Linked DNA regions of Mus musculus: regions 1 and 3 are each linked to region 2. A link is a contact called in public HiChIP or PLAC-seq and promoter capture Hi-C data. All regions are on one chromosome and are shown on one strand. Each heading gives the region's core, a stretch centred on a gene start, on an enhancer-like site or on the middle of the called end of the contact. The rest is flanking DNA. Distances are from core to core; before and after follow the strand shown. Region 1 overlaps Pcmtd1 (protein-L-isoaspartate (D-aspartate) O-methyltransferase domain containing 1). Region 2 holds the start of Mybl1 (myeloblastosis oncogene-like 1). Region 3 has its middle 59 kb from the start of Gm23274.

What was found. Promoter capture Hi-C pulls out the DNA fragments that hold promoters and counts their contacts. HiChIP or PLAC-seq counts read pairs in DNA pulled down with a chosen protein or histone mark.
Region 1: a contact with region 2 is called in a promoter capture Hi-C map of hippocampal neurons, with 13 times the contacts expected there. The contact joins the enhancer-like site here to the promoter of Mybl1 in region 2. A contact is called at or near these places in 1 of 39 promoter capture datasets (hippocampal neurons) and 3 of 115 datasets of contacts at active chromatin or transcription factors (embryonic stem cells and stem cell-derived neural progenitor cells).
Region 3: a contact with region 2 is called in an H3K27ac HiChIP or PLAC-seq map of large pre-B cells, with 10 times the contacts expected there. The contact joins the enhancer-like site here to the promoter of Mybl1 in region 2. A contact is called at or near these places in 1 of 39 promoter capture datasets (hippocampal neurons), 5 of 484 Hi-C or Micro-C datasets (the G1E-ER4 cell line, LSK cells, cerebral cortex and 1 more), 3 of 115 datasets of contacts at active chromatin or transcription factors (embryonic forebrain, forebrain and large pre-B cells) and 1 of 9 other capture datasets (liver).

Annotation. Positions count from the first base shown.
Region 1 is chr1:7,137,922-7,141,458 of GRCm38.p6, reverse strand. The region is part of intron 2 of Pcmtd1 (protein-L-isoaspartate (D-aspartate) O-methyltransferase domain containing 1); the gene reads right to left. Among named protein-coding and RNA genes, the nearest start is that of Pcmtd1, 51 kb to the right of the region's middle. Within about 2 kb of position 2,153, at least 60 of the 459 cell types and tissues checked have an H3K27ac peak or open chromatin away from gene starts, as enhancers often do. A contact at or near this core is called in hippocampal neurons, where this site is marked.
Region 2 is chr1:9,697,967-9,701,504 of GRCm38.p6, reverse strand. Mybl1 (myeloblastosis oncogene-like 1) reads left to right here and starts at 1,296. Exons shown (of 15, transcript NM_001290397.1): 1 at 1,296-1,570. The coding sequence starts at 1,551.
Region 3 is chr1:7,204,675-7,208,393 of GRCm38.p6, reverse strand. No RefSeq gene overlaps it. Among named protein-coding and RNA genes, the nearest start is that of Gm23274, 59 kb to the left of the region's middle. Within about 2 kb of position 1,918, at least 98 of the 459 cell types and tissues checked have an H3K27ac peak or open chromatin away from gene starts, as enhancers often do. A contact at or near this core is called in cerebral cortex, embryonic forebrain and hippocampal neurons, where this site is marked.

The DNA.
Region 1 (3,537 bases), core at 904-3,403, 2.6 Mb after region 2:
CAGGTTTAGTGACAAATGTATTTAATCCCAGCACCTGGGAGGTGCAAGCAGGAGGAACAGGAGTTCAAGATCACTTTGGGCTACACCTGTAAGCTCAAAGTCAGCCTAACCTACATGGGCTATATCCCTGCCAATAAAACCAAACATGGAGGTGTGTGTGATTCCCAGAGTTCTCACATTCTATCTAACACTGATTAAAGGCAACTACTGTCCAACTTTTCCTAAGAATCGCTATGTAATAGTTTATTCTGAAAATGAGAAATTTCTCTCTCTTCTAGGTTTGGCAAAGTCTCATAAAAAAAAAAAAATCCTAGATTTTGCCAGTAACACCTTGCAAGGCACCTGACCCTTCTAAATCTATGTAGATAACTACTAGTTTCTTTTTACTTCATTTTCACTTCTTATTTGGGTTCTTGAGATAATTCCTCATGAGTTTCTGTTATTGGCTTGAGACGGTCTCATTGTAGTTCAGGCTAGCTTTAAACTCTTGAATTTGTTATGTAATTAAGGATTTTCTTAAAGTCATGATTCTCTGGCTTTCACAAAAATTTACATAGCTACAGATCTTGATCCAACAAAATTAATTTCCCCCAAATTCATTTTCATTGGCTTTTTCCCACTTCTTCTGAATTAGGGCCTTACTTTGTGGCTCAGCTAGCCTTGAACTTCAAGCCTCTTGTTCTGTACTGAGATTACTACAATGCCTACCTACCTCAATTTTACTGCAGGCATCCAGGTCCAGAAATGACTAACTCATGCTGAAATGTGAATTTATTGAGCAGAATGAAGAAGTACTAATAGGAGAAGTGCTATTATTCTCTATTAGGTATTTTCAGCAGCTGATATAGGGTCTAATGCAAATACTTCATAGAAGCATAATAAAGGAAAGAAATTGCAAATTTATATCAAAGCTACTATCAGGCAATTAGTAAATCTTACAAATAAATATACTAGATTAAAAACAAATTTAATAGAAAAATCTTCAGACTGATTACATACTTACTTTCTATCTGTAAGACAACCTTTCTTCTTGTTTCAGGCCTACTTTCTCCCTATTAGATCACATAAATATTATTTTTAAAGAATCAGGTATCCTCAGGGTTTTACATTACAGTGGAAGTGGGATGGTCGTTGGATTAAATGCAAGAAGAAAAAGGAAAGCTGTTTCAAAGCATGCCTTCTGATATGTTGAGGATTTGAACTCTGGAAATGAGTCTGTTGCCTTCTCCACAGCAGGAGACTAAAAAGGCTGGTATTCAAGTCTTTACCTTGCATAGTTCAGAAGGAAACTGGACTTTCACCAAGAAAGGGAACATGGGACGAAGAGAATATAGTGAAATTTTTGTATTGTATGGAAAAGAATTGAGGGAAGGATTGAGATAAGGACAGGGTAATTTCCTATGTATCCTGAAGAAATAGTATGTGACCACATTTGTAAGGATAAAGACTGTGAGTACTCTCCGAATTCCGTGTCTAGACATGGGTCAGTTAACCCTGAGGTTCTGGAAATTCATGGATTCTGTAACATTCGATGAAACTGAAACCAAAACAAAAGAGAGATCCATTCTTCAATATAGGCTAAAGACAAAGGTTTGTTGTTGTTGCAGTTATTTAAGTGAACAAGTCATTTACAAAAAGACAATAGAAGGAGATCTGGAAATTAGATACCCAAGGAAAGGGGAGTAATGCTACGAAGCACTGACTTCAGGATACACGCAGCAGCTGTAAATGCCTGAGCAGGAACTATGTATGACTGTTTCCTTCAACATTATCCTTTTGAGGCAGGAAAGAGATGTGCTCCTGAGGCCCTAACCCTCCCTGATGAGCTATTAGCAGGGGAGGGGTATTGACTTGTTCAGTAGTACAGATACTGGTAAGTTGCCCATGCACCAGTAAGGAATCCCTACTGTGTTCACATAACTTAACTTTGCCTGAAACAAAGATAGAGAGGGGAAGAGTCATGAAAAGAAGGGCTCAGCAAGAGCAGAAGAGAGGGTAGTGAGGGGGCGAGTATGATCAATAAGATTGCATTACTCTTATGCTCATACGCGCACACACACACTCCCTCTCTTCCTAGACTGGAATGGGCTGACTCTGTCAGAAGGCAGACTCAAAACAGAATGTGAGGACCAGTTCCAGAAAAAACAAAACCATCCCCGCAAACCAAGCATGGCTGTGAATTACAATTAACTGCTGCCATGAGTCGATGCATTCAGCTCAACATTCAACACAACCTAAATATGACTGCACCACAAAGAAACAGTTGTACAACTGTGGGCTTTATATTACAATTACAAGAGCTGTCCATGAATTCTCTCACATGAACAGGGGAACAGATGCAAAAAACCAGTAATTTTCTGAAAGTAACCTATTTTTCTAGTAATGATGTTCTGCAGAGTCCTCTGTGTGTGTGTGTGTGTGTGTGTGTGTGTGTGTGTGTGTGTACATGCATGAAATACAGAAACAAAGATACAAAGAGATGGAGAGGGAGAGGGAGAGGGAGAGGGAGAGGGAGAGGGAGAGGGAGAGGGAGAGGGAGAGGGAGAGGGAGAGGGAGAGGATCTAATTTTACAAACTAAAATCATCCTGGTAGAACGTACTTAACTTTACAAGCTAAAATGAGCTCAGAATATGCCTTGGCTATGATAGCACCAGGGACTGTTGTCATATTTATGATTCGAGCTCCACTCACAGGCCTCCGTGCAATGCAGTTTCTTGCTCAGCACAAGCAAGAGGAGAGAGTTCTTACACTTCTGCTGGAACATACACAAGTGACTCAACATCTCTGCTCCTCTGCACCAGATCTGCAAATGACACCAAAAGCACTGTTCAAATGGGGTCACAAAAGCAGCGCACTCATGGAGAAGTCACTAAAGTGCTGCACTCATAGGAACTACAAAAGCTCTACACTCATGAGATATCATAATAGCACTGCACTCACAGTAGGTAACAAAAACAGTGCACTCATGGGGCTACAAAGTCACTACTACACTCACAGAGTGTCACCAAAGGCCCGCACTCATGGGGGGCGGGGTCAGGTCATAAAAGCACTGCTCTCATGAGCCTTACAACTAAATTTGACAAAAAGCAAAGAGGACCATTTGCTACACAGATGATCCAGGTTGGAAAGATACTAATACCAAAAACAGCCAGGTAGTTCAGAATCAGAAAGAAACACTGTGCTTTCTCACATAGGGTAGCTCTTAGATTTTAATCTCTACACTCTGAGCAACTGAATGGGAGAATAAAAGCTGCCAAAGCAGGAAAGCAGTCCATGGTACAGGGAAAAGAATTTTAAGAAGGCAGCCAAGAAGAAAAGAGAACATGTGATATTAAAGGGCACATTGAGGAAAAAAAAAGGCAGGAGGAGCTTGGGCAAAAATCAATCAGGAGGAAGAAAGTAGGTAGGAAAATGTCACAAAGGAGCCTGATATTTTGTAAACTGATTTTTAAAATAAATTAAAAAAAACATGCTAATAATGCAGTCCAGGCCATTGGGATAGAAAAAAAAAAAAAAGACACACAGATGACTATACA
Region 2 (3,538 bases), core at 47-2,546:
AAGTGCTTTTCCTTCCCAAAATATATCTTGAGAAAAAGGAAGTTATTTTTTTTTTAAAAGCGAGTGTGTATCTACCTGGTTGTTTTGAATTGCAAGCTCATCTTGATTTGTATTTGCACCTGTATCTCTGATTTGCAAAAGACGATGCGTACAGTTTCAAAATAGCAAAAAATGTCAGTTTGTAACAACATTGATCTGTGGTTCATCACTCTATGCAGTAGAGCATGGTGTCTTGCAAATTTGGGCTCTTCGCCGTGTCTAATCGCTACTGTAGTTAATAATCTCCTTGTATGCTTCTTTAACCGTGTAACTGTTGAGAAGTTGCAACTGTAAGAGGCCCCTTCCCCTATGCAAGATTTCAGTTACTCCAGCTTTCAGGCGCACCTCCGGGACTCTGGGTTCCCCGCGAAGAGCATCCCGCCCCCTTTGTAGACGGAGTACGAGGTTGAGCTTCTGGAGCACTATCAACCTTTTCCCGTTCCACGCAAGCCTCGAGATAACAACTCCCCACTTATCACACTTTTATTCATCTCTGGGGAAAACAAAAGACACAACAACAGGGTCTTGGCCAGTTTCCTTGTCCTTTCGGCGCAGAACTAACTCACACATGCTTAAGAAAATAACGGCCGCGCAAGTTTCCTGGCTAGAAGGTTAAGTAGATGACCGCGCCCTTAAGTGGCGAGACTCACAGCGCGAACTAGCGCCCGCGAGGTCCTCCCCTGCCCAGGACCCCGACTGTCCCCGCCCCAGAGGCACGCTCCGCACCCCTCCGGAGGTGGCGGCGGCTGGATCGGCCCCGGCGCCTCTTCCGGCACACACCCGGGGCGCAGAAACTCGCCTTCCCAGCAATCTCCGCGCCCCACTGGGTGGCTCACCCCGCGTTCCGTGTCCTGTCACCTCGGCCCGTGAACCGGCCTCGCGCCTCCCCCATCCCGCCCCGCCCCTCCCCCGGCTCCACGGCGCTCCGGGACTCCCGCGAGTTCCAATCCTGGCTTCTAGCCCCGCCGGCCCCGCCCTCTGCCGCGCGCGCCCTCGCCGCCCCGCCCCCGCCCCCCTGCGCGCGGCCGCCCCAGCCAATGAGGTTCGGGGCCGCGTGCGCAGATTCAAACGGCGGCTCTTGAGGGAGGCTGGGCGCGAGATTCGGCGGTGCGGACAAAACCCTGCAGGAGGCTGCGAGTGCTGCAGTGCTGCTCGCTGCGGGGAGAGGGCGGGGGTCGGCGCCCGTGACGGAGCGGCGCAGGGCCGGCAGCTCTGAGGCGGAGGCGGCGGCGGCGGGCGGGGCGGCGGCGGGCGGGAGCACGCCTCCTGACATGTCCAGGGCATCCCTGGCCGGGCCCGGCCGCGGCTAGGAGCAGTGGGTCTTGGTCCGCCCCTCTGTCCCTCAGTCCCGCCTGGCCCTGACCTGACCGGGCCTGCTTTCCGCTCTCGGTCACCTGAGGGAAGGAGTTGGGGAAGCGGCGGGTGGGTCTCGGAGAGGGAGCATTGGCCCCAGGCTGGAGGAGGCTGACCCCGCGTCCCCGCCCAGCCCGCGCCTATGCGGTACTTGAAGGATGGCGAAGAGGTCGCGCAGGTGGGTGCCATCCCCTCGGACCCGGCCTAGCGGCCCTGTCTCGACTCTTGCTCTCTGTCCTTTCCTGCTGGTCCCCACTTAGGCCCTCTCGAGCCTGGGGGGCATAGGTTTTCCTGTTCGGTGGGTGTCCCACACCCGCTTCGGCCGCGCTGGCCTGAGAGCATCTATCATTATTAGACTCCATCATTATTAGACGACTGTGTGTAGGACTCTCTCTAACAAATGCTCAGGTTGCTGCATTGACGGATTCTCCCACAGCTCACGCCCAGACTTCTAACTTCTCACAGCCACTTTCAGGGAGGTTTCTTGCCAGGTAAGTTTGCCCACTGTCAGGGGATACGCCACGCCAGGGGAAGCGGTTGTGTTTGCCTGGATGACTTGAAATGGGGTTCTCTCCTCTGACTTAATCGTGCCAAATCAAAACAGATCTCCTTGACAAACCTGGGCGGGCACGGTTCTGGGAAATCTTGAGAAGGGAATTCGCTAAATCTCCCTTGTGCGCACTGCTCTTCTGAGCTTTTCTTTTTCTTAGTATCTTCTGAGGACATTGTTACGTTGTTACTATCGAGTAAACTTGATCCTAAACCAATGTGTCTTAGTTACTTTGTATCTCAAGTATTCATGTTTGATTCTGATTGTATCGGCATTGTAACAAGTAGGACACAATGTTGTTGTTGTAGAAAGATGTGCTAGGATGTCTTTATGCACCTAACTTTTATTTTATGCTATTGTAATAGCTACTCCTAAATTGTGTGGCATAATCAGATGACAAAAAAATCTAGTGTCTCGATTTTCAGTATTAAGGAAACCTGAAAAGTATTTCTCAGAATTTCCATTTATCTAGATACACAGCTTCAAAATCTAAGAGTCATATTCCCTGAGCTGAAATTTAGTACTGAGAGTCATTCATTGCAGAGTTTGATTTAAAATAACTACGCATAAAATACTTGGCTTTATTCATATATTCTTCTATATGTAGGTTGGTTCTGCAGATATCAACATAAATTTAATTATGACATAATTACTTTATATAAAGTGGCTGCAGAATAGATTGAACATTGAAGTGGAACAAGTGTGCATATACGCATACACCCACAGGCACACTACCTTGGTCTTTTATCATTTTGGATGAGGTAGTTGTAGGGGTTTTTAGCAGCACCTTTACCTTTACTCAGTAGAAGACAGTAGCCCTTTTTCCTACAGTCAGGACAACCAAAACTGTTTACAGATGGTGCCACATATCTCTGGGGGGATGGAATCTGGACCATGCAGGTAAGAACTGCTGATCTACAACTTCAAAGACATAACATTCCCATCTTCATAAAAGATGCAGATTTAAAGATAAGATTGCTGGAGTACTGCTTTAGGCTTTTTGAGTTTTGAAGTCTAACAATGCTTTTAAATGATGTGTAAGTTAATTGAGACAATATAGAATGATGTAAAAAATGATGTAAAAAGTTATAGTTCTGGAGTAATTGTGCTGCAGTGAAACACTTCTCTGGAAGTATGTAGATAGAGGGTGTGATGAGAGATCACCATCTCTGGTCTGTTTCTTTGGGTTTTCTTCAGTGAGTTCCAGGTGCTGTTAAATTTCTTATATATTTAAATATGATTCCTGTATTAGAAGATAATGAAATGTTTGAGGATGAAATACCTTATTCATTGGGCTTTCTTCTTTGGCTGAGAATCTTAGTAGATATGAATTCAATATATAATAGAGAAACAAAGGTCTTCAGCATACAAACACTGAGGTGAATGCAATATCTTGCATAAGGATATGGGCATAAATATAGTAGACTTTCTCTATGTTATTTGGGGGAAAAAAACACCTAAAAGCAGAAAATGTTTACCCTAAATATAAAACAACTGAACAATGTTGGTTCTTTTTAGCTTTCTAATGGCTGCAGAGTTTTTCACTAAGATTTGCATATAGAAAAGGTTATGTAGTTTTGTGACTTAAAATAGTTT
Region 3 (3,719 bases), core at 669-3,168, 2.5 Mb after region 2:
CTGGGGCCCCTTTCCCCTCGGGGTCGACTCCTCTACTCCTGCGTGGGATACAAGTCGTCCCCAGAGCTCTGGCTTTCCTCGAATAAAGCCTCGCGTGGTTTGCATCAAGTTTTGTCTCTTGTGAGTTCTTGGGGGTCCACTATTATCCCGAGACTTGAGTGAGAGTCTCCCTTCAGAGGTCTTTCATTATCATCTTGAACTCATGGGGAATCCTCCTGGTGTCTCTCTCTCCATACAGTCCTCCTCCTGTGGTCCTCTTCCCCTCTTCTTCCTTCCCTCTCCCCCTCTCCCTCTTTCCCTTTTCCGTTATAACCCCCTCTTCCCCTCCCCCTCTCTCCCTCCATGTCTGTCTCTCCCCACCCCCCACCCCCTCCCTAATCTGGAAGTCCCAAATCCCATCCTAGTCACTTCAGCCCAGTTAATTGTCAGACCAACTTTTTATTGACCAATCTGAAGGTGAATGTTTACAATCTGAGAAGAATATTTACAAAACACTGATGCTACATAAAAATAACAATACCAAAGTCTGCCATGTATAGGAATTAGCATTTGCAAGGTTGAAATACAATCTTTACACAGCTTTTTGTCTCCTCCCTCAGGTCAGGGAGGAGACAAGTGATGATCCAGTCTCTGTCCTGGCAGTTATGTCTGTTGTTACAATTTCAGTAGAATCTACATCAGGAACTGCTGCAGCTCCTATGGGGTGAGTTGTATGGTCATAAGCTTTTTCCCAAACACACTGACAGGTTATTTCTTTGAAGCCTGTGAAATGAACCAATTTAAACCTAATTAGATTATATTAAAGGTAGGTTTATTGGGAAGCTGTTCCCTGGCTCCAAAGACCAAGGCCAAAGAAGTCGCCATGGGGAAGAGGAGGAGGGGAGGGAGAGAGAAGGAGAGAAAGAGTGTGAACTCAGAAAAAAGAGAAGAGAGGAGAAAGAGGAGGGAAGAGGGAGGAGGGGAAGAGAAAGGAGGGGGAGGGAGTGCAAGCGCCCTGAATGTCTAGATTTTATAGGGAGGAGCCTCAGAGGAAAGGGCAGCCTAGCCCTTGGGCTGGAAAGTTCTGAGTTGGGGGCAGGGTGTGCTAAGTAGAGGCCGGCCTTGAAGGAAGAACCTGGAGGCCAGGTCTGCTTTGATATGTAAAATATGCACAGCAGTCCTTTGTCCCAGGTTCCTGGAGGAGGAGGAGGAGGAGGAGGAGGAGGAGGAGGAGGAGGAGGAGGGGGAGGAGGAGGAGGAGGAGGAGGAGGTTAATAGAAAGGAGTATATAGAGGACAAAGAAGGTAATGCTATAGGGCAAATTCATCAAAAGAGAACAGGACACAGGAAAGGAACAGACCTATCCACGCCAGTCACTTTCCCAAGGGTTAGAATTGGGGCAAAGGCAGTCTCTCACAAAAATGAGTATGGAAACGACTGAAAGAAGGGGAGCTGCCGTCAGATTCTAAAGGAGACATTGACAAGGAGTTGCAGATAGGGTGGGCAGGGACAGCAGGGACTACAGTGATCCTTTTGAGTGGCAGCCACAGTGAGCCTTTTGAGTGGCAGCAGCAAGAGAGAGAGGAGGAGGTTGTGCAGATTGATGCAATCTGAACAAACTCCCCGAGCAGTCGGAAGGGGTGGGGCTTCGGGACTGAGGAAAGTGGAGAGTGGCAGGAAAGGGCCAAAACAGCAGAGGAGATAGGTGGAAGATTTGTTTGGGTAACTTTGCTAAGGGCGGTTGGAGAGGCAGAACCCACCTTGCTTATCGAGCACCAGAGACTTGGAGAGGAATTCAGGTTTGGAGAGGGAATCGGAAAAGGAAGCAATCTGGTTTCAGAGCTGGCGGTAAAAGCAGGCGGTTGCTGTTAACAACTGAAGGTGGCAGTGGGGCATTTTATAGCAGCAAGGGACCTGACTGGCCATGGTCATGGAGATTGGAAAGAGGGATGTGGGCGTGGCCTGCATTGATAGCTCAAAATGATCTGGCCTGAGAGGTGTGATCTGTAGCTCCAGTGCCTCAGAGGAAGAGAAGTGGCCACACAGTTACTGCTATGCCTGTGGAGGTTTCAAGCCACCGGCGGTGGAGCACAAGGCTTTACTCAGATCGCAGCGCAACACCTGTTGTAGGGCAGGGCTGGCTGTACTGACAGTGCACTCTCACTCACTGTAGGAACAGGGCTAGCCAGAGGTAATTTGCTGTTGAGGATTAGGGTTGGGCGGGGTGCAAAGTGCCCAGCAGTCAGCCACGGTGTTCCTACAGATCTGTGGCAGAAGTTTGAATGGCCCGAAAGCAGAAAGTGCAAGGGGAAAGTTTGGAGCTGTGATTAGAAGCAGGCAAGACTGTCAAGGAGGAGGGGACAGATGGAGGCATAGGACATCTAGGAAAGGGGAAGACAGACAGGTAGAAATGTGGGATGTCTCAAAGAGAGAAAAGAGCTATTTCTCCTTGTTTCTAACCTTATGTCCATAAAAGTGTAAAGGTTTTCATTTTATTTGGTTCTTAGGGAGTATGAGAGTTATTTCCAAGTGATAAGATAGATACATCAGTAATTTTGAGTGTGTGTTGGAGTTTTCAAATGGAAAGAATAGATTCCCTATACTAATAGTGACCTTGGGCCAGGCTCCTAGTAATAGACAATGCAGAGCCTGAACCAACTGTCTTCTGTAAACAGGCTAGACTCCTACTGGTAGGACTGGGACAGTAACCCAGCCCTAAAATCTATGACCCACTCCTTCCCCGCCTGCAAGATGCACTGAAACAATGGTGAAGCAGGGCTTTTGGATGTGCCCAGCCAATGACGACTGGTCAACACCACAAGAGGTAACCCATGCCTCACAGTATCTGGATAGCCTGGAACCAGAAGCTGGATAGCACAGAGACTAAAGATAGAATCAAACGCAACTGACAAAAGAAAAATAAAATTCCTAATGATATTTTGCTATACTTAGCCTAGCCCAAACATCATCAGAGAGAGTTAATCCAGCAACTGATATAAGCAAATGTAGGGACCCATAGCCAAACATTAGGCAGAGCTCAGGGAACACAGCAGAAGGGGGTGGAGATGGGGGTGGGGTTGTATGAGCCAGAGAGGAAAAGGACACCAAAAGAACACACTTCCTACGTAATCAATTAAGTGGATTGCCTTGTCCAGCCTTGAGATAAGGATTTGTGCCAAGTTTTATTTGAACTTGTTATGTCATGATCAGTTGATATCCTTGGGATGCCTGTTCTTTTCTGAAGGGAAATGGAAGAGGAATGGATCTGAGGGAGAGAGAATGAGGACAGAGGGGATTGGGAGGAATGGACAGGGAAGAAAGTTTAGTTACGATGTAATGTATAAGAGAAGAATGAATATTTTAAAAGGGCAGAAAAGAAAGCAGGCTGAGTAAGCCATGATAAGCAAGCCAATAATCAATCCCCTTCTCTGGCTTCTGCACCCTATGTATTACTGCCACCAGATGGCGCTATGATAGAAGTAGAAACCATAGGCATTCAGGCAACTTGTTCATGTAACTTACTCATAACTTCGTGACCTGCTCTGGTCCAATCATACATCTCTCCAGATTTCAAATAGACTCACTTAACACAAGTCTTTCTTGGTCGTGGTAGGAGCTAATTGCAATAATTTATCCTTTACCTTAGAAGGGATATTTCTGCATGTCCCACACTACTGAACTCATAAGAATTTCATTGAGGTGAATTTCACTGAAGGTGAGGCCCTTCAATTTCAGCTGGA